2 separate regions of the Mus musculus genome follow, and region 1 is linked to region 2. Evidence: chromatin contacts called from public Hi-C data. All regions are on one chromosome and are shown on one strand. The core of a region is the stretch at or near the end of the contact, and the rest is flanking DNA. Distances in the headings are between cores, read along the strand shown. Region 1 overlaps Maco1 (macoilin 1). Region 2 holds the start of Aunip (aurora kinase A and ninein interacting protein).

Region 1 (3,803 bases), core at 1,042-3,541, 330 kb after region 2:
GATATTTGAAGTGAATGCTACACAAACAAAAAATACTGAGAAGGCCTAAAGACAGAAAAAAAAAACCAAATTAAAAGCCACATTTCAGAATTTGTTAATTTCAAGTATGCTATTAAAAGCTTTGTTGAACAAAATTGCTGAATACAAAGCAATTTAACAAGAGGAAATTTCAAACACTCAGAATAGACCAGGGGGAAGCAGTGGTTATAAGCTTGCTTGAGCAGCACATATACTAAAAAGCAGTAGCTAATTCAACATTAAAGAGTGCTCTTGTTCATGGTTCTTAAGCCAAGGACATGAACTGGGCCGAAACTGAGGTTGGACCACAGTGAATTCATTGGGATTCTATAGGCAGGTTTTACCTGAATGAACAAGAACTTTAACACTGAAAAGCTTCCTGTTTCCTCATAAACCATTCCTAAAGAGCTTCATTCTTAAAGCTTGCTGGAATGCAGATGAACCAAAATATTGGCAAGAAATATGCTGGTGGTAATATTAATAATGCTGCCTTCCTCTGGACACCACTATTCATTACCAATAAGACATAAGCTTGAAGCCATCTTTTGGAAGCATGGATTTGCTCTGACCAAAGCGCCAGGCCTGGACTGGAGAGTTAGTTGTAAGGTGTAGCTATGGAACACAATAGAAATAACATGTAAGTCAAAAGAATAAGCTCAGGCTATGCCCAGGCTCTAACTGAATAATTCAAAACCTGTGGTCTAGAGACTCCTGAAGTAGCCCTGAGATCCTTCCAAACGGAGAGCTCTAAAAACCAGAGCCACCCTTCTATTGTTTGGGTAAATAGTTATTTTCAGTGAATTAATAAGTACATTTTACTTCTTGTTTTATTTTCTCTTTTTTTTTCAATTGTTATTTGTTTAATTGATTTTTATTGAGAACAGGGTCTCTGTAGCCCTAGTTGGCCTGGCACTCACTCTGTAGACCAGGCTGGCTAGAACTCAGAGACTCTTTGAATTCTGCCTCCTGGGTACTGGGACTAAAGGTGTGACTCACCACCCCTGGTTTATTTTGTAACCTACATTTAACAGAAGCTCTTTGGAGTTCTCAAGAATTTTTAATTACTTAAAAGGAGTCTTCAGACCAATGAGAATCACTGCTTTGATTCAATGACAACTTAGTTCCAGAGCACTCCAGGTAAGACTAAGCAACACAGAGTCCTCCATTGCTACTTCCTTCTTGTAATCCTCTGCCCAATCATTTCTCTCTACTCAAGTGAGAAAGAACAAAACAGAACCATTCATCAGTGGGCTCAATCTACAGACCCAATTAACTCATCCCAAAACAGGCACTTCCATTGCTAACAGCTAGTTTATTCCTAATAAACTCCACTTAAAACAGGTCAGTATCAGCCACTTTAGATATTCTCTTAATTAGAAGGGCAACTACATCCCTCACAGTTGGAGAACATGCAATAGAAACATACCAGTCCTTGGTATCTGAAGGAATCATAGACGCTTCTGATGAAAAGCCAGAACGGCCACAGGTATTCAAATCGGAACTCCAGGACAAAGTCGGCAAGGAGGACAAGTGCCCACACTACCAGGAATTTCAGGTATAAAAATGTACTGCAAAATACAAAAACAAGGGATTCAAGGTCATACATGAAGATTCCGAAGTAGGAATGCACTGTTTCTGTTTTAAAAAAAGTAAAAAATAACTTCATTTACCGTAAGCCCAACAAGAGAAGGCTCAGGGAGCTACCCTCTGGCCACCTGGATTGTAAAAATGCTCAGAGCCTCACAATTTGTCAAGACAAGATGACAACCAAACCGGCTCAGTTTCTTTTAAGATGGAAGAAAAACACTTGAATCTCACCACTTTTTTAAAGATGTGCTAAGTGTCTGACTTTAAAATACTGCAACCCTCACAGAATGACAGGCTTCAAGCTGTTCTTCCTTAGAAGAAAAGGTCATGGCTGAAGTGTGCTACTTCCTCACACTCCACACCTGCTTAAGAGTTGCAAATTCTTGCTACACACCTCTCTGCATGCTTCAAGGGTTTGTGCTTTTCTCTTCCTTTGCTTCTCTATACTGCAGTCATGTGCACTGACCAAACAAAACTGACTTCCCAAAAATTTGCCAAAGATAACTCATGGGGCAGACACGAGTCACTTCCATAGACTGAGGGCACAAAAATGTCTTTTAAAGGAAAAAGTCTTCAAACATCCAAGACTTGAGATGTAAATATGTCTTCTGAGTTCCCTCCTATTTATGTTAAAGAAACACATGCTTTGAAAAGCCAGTTAGAATGCATATATAACAACTGTACTGAGCTTAATAAGACAATTTTTAAAAAGGGCTGGCAAGATGGCTCAGTAGGTAAGAACACTGACTACTCTTCTGAAGGTCCTGAGTTCAAATCCCAGCAACCACATGGTGGCTCACAACCACTTGTAATGAGATCTGACGCCCTCTTCTGGTGTGTCTGAAAGTCAGCTACATTGTACTTATGTACACTTTGGACCAGAGCAGTCAGGGGTTGAGTTAACTAGAGTGGTGAGCAAGGGCCAACTGAAGGGAGCAGAGGTCCTAAAAATTCAATTCCCAACAACCACATGAAGGCTCGTGAAGGCTCACAACCAGCTGTACAGCTACAGCGTACTCATAAATAAATAAATAAATAAATGTAAAAAAATCTTTCATATAATCTGAAACTTCATTACCCAGTCATCAATCACATTTAGCTACTAATAAACCTCTATTTCTATATTCCTAATTCCAATTACAGAGCAGGGCAAATTTAGCTATTAAAAAAAGATTTCTAAACCAGGCATGGTGGCATAGACTTACAATCCCAACACAAATCTGGGCCAAAAATATCAAGAGTTTGAGGTTAGCCTGAGCTACACAGCAAGTTCCAACCAATCCTGGGCTAGGAAGATCCTAAACTAAAAATTTAAACTTTAAAAACTGATCATATGTAGGGCGTGGTGGCGCACGCCTTTAATCCCAGCACTCGGGAGGCAGAGGCAGGCGGATTTCTGAGTTCCAGGCCAGCCTGGTCTACAAAGTGAATTCCAAGACAGCCAGGGATATACAGAGAAAACCTGTCTCAAAAAAAACCAACAACAACAACAAAAAAAAAACAACAACAAAAACAAACAAACAAACAAAAACAACTGATCATACGTGAGTACATGACAATGTAATCAGCTGAATGAACTTCCACGAGGGGATGATTCCCAAGAGAAATACACACTTGCCTCCAGACTCACAGGGGATATTACCACTGATCATTTTGATACTAGTAGCCAACTACAATCCAAAAATAAATTAACCGAGTAAATAAACCCAATTTTAGAGCTCTGCACCAAGTAATACTACTCAGCACTCACAGGAAATAAGCCATTCAGGAGAAAGCATAAACTATCCCCGAAAAGCTAGTAGAAACACAGATAAAACGTCAGAAAAGCTGATAACTGATCTAGAAACAGACAATAAAAAAGAAAAGAGCCAGGCATGGTGGCATGTCTCTTTAATCTCAGTACAGGCCAGCGTGATCTATGTAGAGAGACCCTGTATCAAAATTTAAAAAGAAACAGCAGCAGGAGGCTAGGAGGTAGTGAGTCAGAAAAACAGCCTAAGAACGTTGACACTGGATAGGACATCTTACCAAGAGACCTCACGTTTCACCTGAGTCAAAGGACTGCATCATATCTGGCTGCAGTAGGGAAAGGCTGATTGGCCTCTCCTAAGATTAACCAGCTCATCCAAGCCCTGGACAGCCAGGCAGGCAAGACAGCTGCTTGGACCACCCCACAATACAGACCAAAGACAAAGCAG
Region 2 (3,646 bases), core at 969-3,468:
CTAGATTCAATAAAATGACTATGATATTGCTTCCTCTTTGTTTTGACTCCTGTTCCAGGGAGGGGCCCTGTTCACAGGAGGTGGGATTTTTGTGTTTTTTTGGGTTTTTCTTGTTTGCTTTTTTGCATGAAGCTGCAGGTGCTGAAGGGGTGCATGTGGAGCCGTAGGGGTTCATGGTACATTTTTACCAAAGGGTAGAACTGTAAGACCCCCGGAGCTGGGCCTCTGCTCAAGTCCCGGGATGAGCTGGCCAACACCCCAACGTCCCAAGAGATAACCCACCTGATGCAAATTGCAAGAGGTTTTATTATCAGCTAGCTGAGGACGAACCCCTGGCACCTAGAAGGGCAGGGGAGTTCCACCCAGAGCAGTGACAGTAGAGGGCTTTTAACAGCTAGCTGAGGAGTTGGGAGGAGTTGGGAAGAGTTGGGAGGAGTTGGGAAGAGAGTTCTCTTCCAGGTGTCCTTGGTGAAATTTACAAGGCAGGAGTGGGGAGTGAGTTCTTTCTGAATTTTTATCTCCCGAGTCCTCCGCACAGGAAGGCAGGCATCTCTGGTTGTAAAGTATAGAAACAAAAAGGCTTTTTGCTGGCTATAGAGAACAAAGAGCTTCTTTCTGGCTGTGTTTTTAGAGATCAGGGAAAACAAGCTTGGGGAACATTTAGGGGCTTTACCTTCCAGGGAGAAACACTTTAAGTTGGGGTCTCACAGAACTGTTGTTGGGAATGCAGTGTGTGTGTGTGTGTGTGTGTGTGTGTGTGTGCGCATGTGTGTAATTATATTCCTATCTGGCATTTTGAGGGATTAAAGATCGGCCAGATTGCCAGCCTGGGAAACAGAGAGATTCTGTCTGGAAGTAAAGAAAGGACTGGGAACTGCTCATGAAGAGCCTTGCATGAGACACTTCATTCAGTCCCCAGAACTGCAGATGAATAAGGAAACAGATAGGACATGTCCCGCCACTTATAATATATTCTAAGGGTTTTCGTGTAATACATATGAAATTCATATATAAAATTTATATAAAACCAGACATACGAAAAGTTACAAGAAATATTCACCCAGGGCTGGAGAGAGGGCTCACTGGTTAAGAGTGTGTCCTGCCCTTCCAGGAGATCTGAGTTTGATTTCCAGCACACATATTGGGTGGCTCACAATCTCCTGTAACTCTAAATAATAATTACAAACTTTCTTTTAGTTCTGCTTTGAACTGACAGAGATCTGCCTGCCTCTGTCTCTCAAGTGTTTGCATTTAAGCCTCCCATGCCTGCTAGACAAGCACTCTAACAAATGAAGTTACAGCCTCATCCCTGGATTCCAATTTTGTTTCTTTTGTTTTTTTTTTTGAAACAGTGTTTCTCTGTCCTGGAACTTGCTCTGTACACCAGGTTTGTTTTGTAACTCACAGAAATCCACCTGCCTCTGCTGGGATTAAAGGCCTGTGGTTCCACCACCCAATTCCTTGATTCGATTTTTTATTTCATGTTTTCAAAGATCTTCCATGTATTGGCTCAGTTACTCTTACATGCCAATTAGTGGCAACCCCTAGTGTCGGGTAACCAACCACTGGGTCAGCCAGGGACAAAAGGGTTTAGAGTGGGGTCTAGAACCTGGCTCCACTGCTCCAGGAGGGGAGGCTCTGGAGTAAAACTGTGCAGTCTGAGACTGGAGAGATGGCTCAGCGGTTAAGAGCACTGGTTGCTCTTGCAGAGGACCCTGATTTGATTCCTAGCTCCTATATGGTGACTCAGAAGAGCCTATACTCTAGCTCCATCCTCGGAATCCTACTCTTCTGTCCTCCATTTACACCTATGCTCATGCGCGCATGCCTACAGACACCCCCCAACATAATTCTTAAAAATTATGCATAAATATATTTACATAAATATATCAACACAATATATTAATATACACTCACTTATAGAGTATATGCATGTATTTTATTTTATCATGTATTCTATAATACTTATATAGTATAGTCACAAATTATATGAGTACATATTATATATGTGGATACATATTACATATTATAATATGTATTCATATATATATTTCTGAAAAAAAGTGCAGTCCTGCCAAACCAAACTTGGTAGTGACCTACACATGCAGAGGGTGCAGAGTCCACACAGGAATGAAGAGCAAAGCAGGAAGAGCTCCCGGGAACCGCCCGGCTTCCTTAGCGCACTGGGCGTGGTTAGGGGCGGGGCTTACGTCATTACGGCCGGGCAGAGCCCTGCCTCCTGCAGTGGCGGGAGATCTGAACGCGGGTTGGCGCTAACGCCGGCTGCAGTGGTGCGCGGTGCGCGGCCGCCATGAGGCATAGAGGGCCCGAGGAGGAGGCGTGTGGTGTGTGGTTGGACGCGGCGGCGCTGAAGAGGCGGAAGATGCAGGTGGGACGCCAATATTGAGGCGATACGCGGGCTTTGGGGGACGCCTGAAGGGAGGGGGTCGGCATAAAGGGAGGACGGGATTCGGGGCGACTGGCAGCGTGAGGCCTTTGAACTGGCGCCTCAGGCGTCCTGTGGCATGCTGGGAAGGGCTCCACGACTGGTCACCTACAGGGTGCGGTCTACCCAGTTTGCCAGAACCAGCAACATGGAAAATGCAGATCAGATCGGGGATCTGGCCCAACATTAAATGAGCATCCCTGGGGTGCTGGAGACTAATTGGGCGTTTAATATGCGTTGGCTGTGTCATTAATCTTTTTTTTTTTCACTAGTGAAAGAGGGTTGAGTAATCCAGGTTCCCCCAGTTCGCTTATTACCAACAAGTGTTAGACAATTGCTTGTTTAGCATCTTATGCTGGCCGTTGTGTTTAGGGTTTTAAGTAATATTACCTTGTTTGGTCCAGCTATATGCTAGTATCAGTCCAATTACCTAGGCAGAACATGATATGTCCCCATAAGTAGTTTCAAGAGAAATGTGACTTTTGGAGTTTAGAAAGATTGCTGTTGATTTGAGACTATTAAAGCAGATTGAATGGAACAGGTGGAGATCTGAGATTTAAATAGTATGATTAGCAGTCTAAAGAGCAGCTGTTAACCATTTTTTGCTGATGAAAAATTGGAGATTCTTGGTTTTTGTTTTGTTTTGAGCCAGGGTTTTTTTTCTGTTATGTAACTGGCTATTCTGGAACTCACTGTGTAGAGCTGGCTGGCCTTGAGCTCAGAGATCCACCTCTTTGCTTCCCTAGTGCTACGATCAGCGTGTGCAACCACACCCGACTGAAAAATTGAGGATTCTTAAAGTCATCTTACAACCGAAGTCATTTTCTTCCCCGGGGACAGCGTTTCTCTGTGTAGTCCTGGCTGTCCCTGAGCTCAGAGAGCCACCTGCTTCTGCTTCCCAAGTGCTGAGATTAAAGGCCACCATTGCCTGGCTGAAGTAATTTTTTGAGGGTAACAAACTTTCACATTTTTTTCCTCTTAACATTTTTGGAGCCGGGCGTGGTGTCGCACGCCTTTAATCCCAGCACTCGGGAGGCAGAGGCAGGCAGATTTCTGAGTTTGAGGTCAGCCTGGTCTACAAAGTGAGTTCCAGGACAGCCAGAGCTATACAGAGAAACCCTGTCTCGAGAACAACAAAAACAAACAAACAAACAAACAAACAAACAAAAAAACCAAACCAAAAAAAAGAACATTTTCGGA

What was found. A called contact is a pair of places that touch in the nucleus more often than the background predicts.
Region 1: a Hi-C map of bone marrow-derived macrophages shows a contact between it and region 2, with 17 read pairs. The contact joins the enhancer-like site here to the promoter of Aunip in region 2. A contact is called at or near these places in 2 of 484 Hi-C or Micro-C datasets (bone marrow-derived macrophages and granulocyte-monocyte progenitors) and 6 of 115 datasets of contacts at active chromatin or transcription factors (embryonic limb bud, embryonic stem cells, extraembryonic endoderm stem cells and 1 more).

What each region holds. Positions count from the first base shown.
Region 1 is chr4:134,836,405-134,840,207 of GRCm38.p6, forward strand. Maco1 (macoilin 1) reads right to left here. Exons shown (of 11, transcript NM_025382.6): 2 at 1,445-1,586; 3 at 1-45. Among named protein-coding and RNA genes, the nearest start is that of Maco1, 15 kb to the right of the region's middle. Within about 2 kb of position 2,292, at least 15 of the 459 cell types and tissues checked have an H3K27ac peak or open chromatin away from gene starts, as enhancers often do. A contact at or near this core is called in bone marrow-derived macrophages and embryonic stem cells, where this site is marked.
Region 2 is chr4:134,508,781-134,512,426 of GRCm38.p6, forward strand. It overlaps Aunip (aurora kinase A and ninein interacting protein), which reads left to right and starts at 2,219. Exons shown (of 3, transcript NM_001081099.1): 1 at 2,219-2,389. The coding sequence starts at 2,312. Paqr7 (progestin and adipoQ receptor family member VII) reads left to right here. Exons shown (of 2, transcript NM_027995.3): 2 at 1-1,457.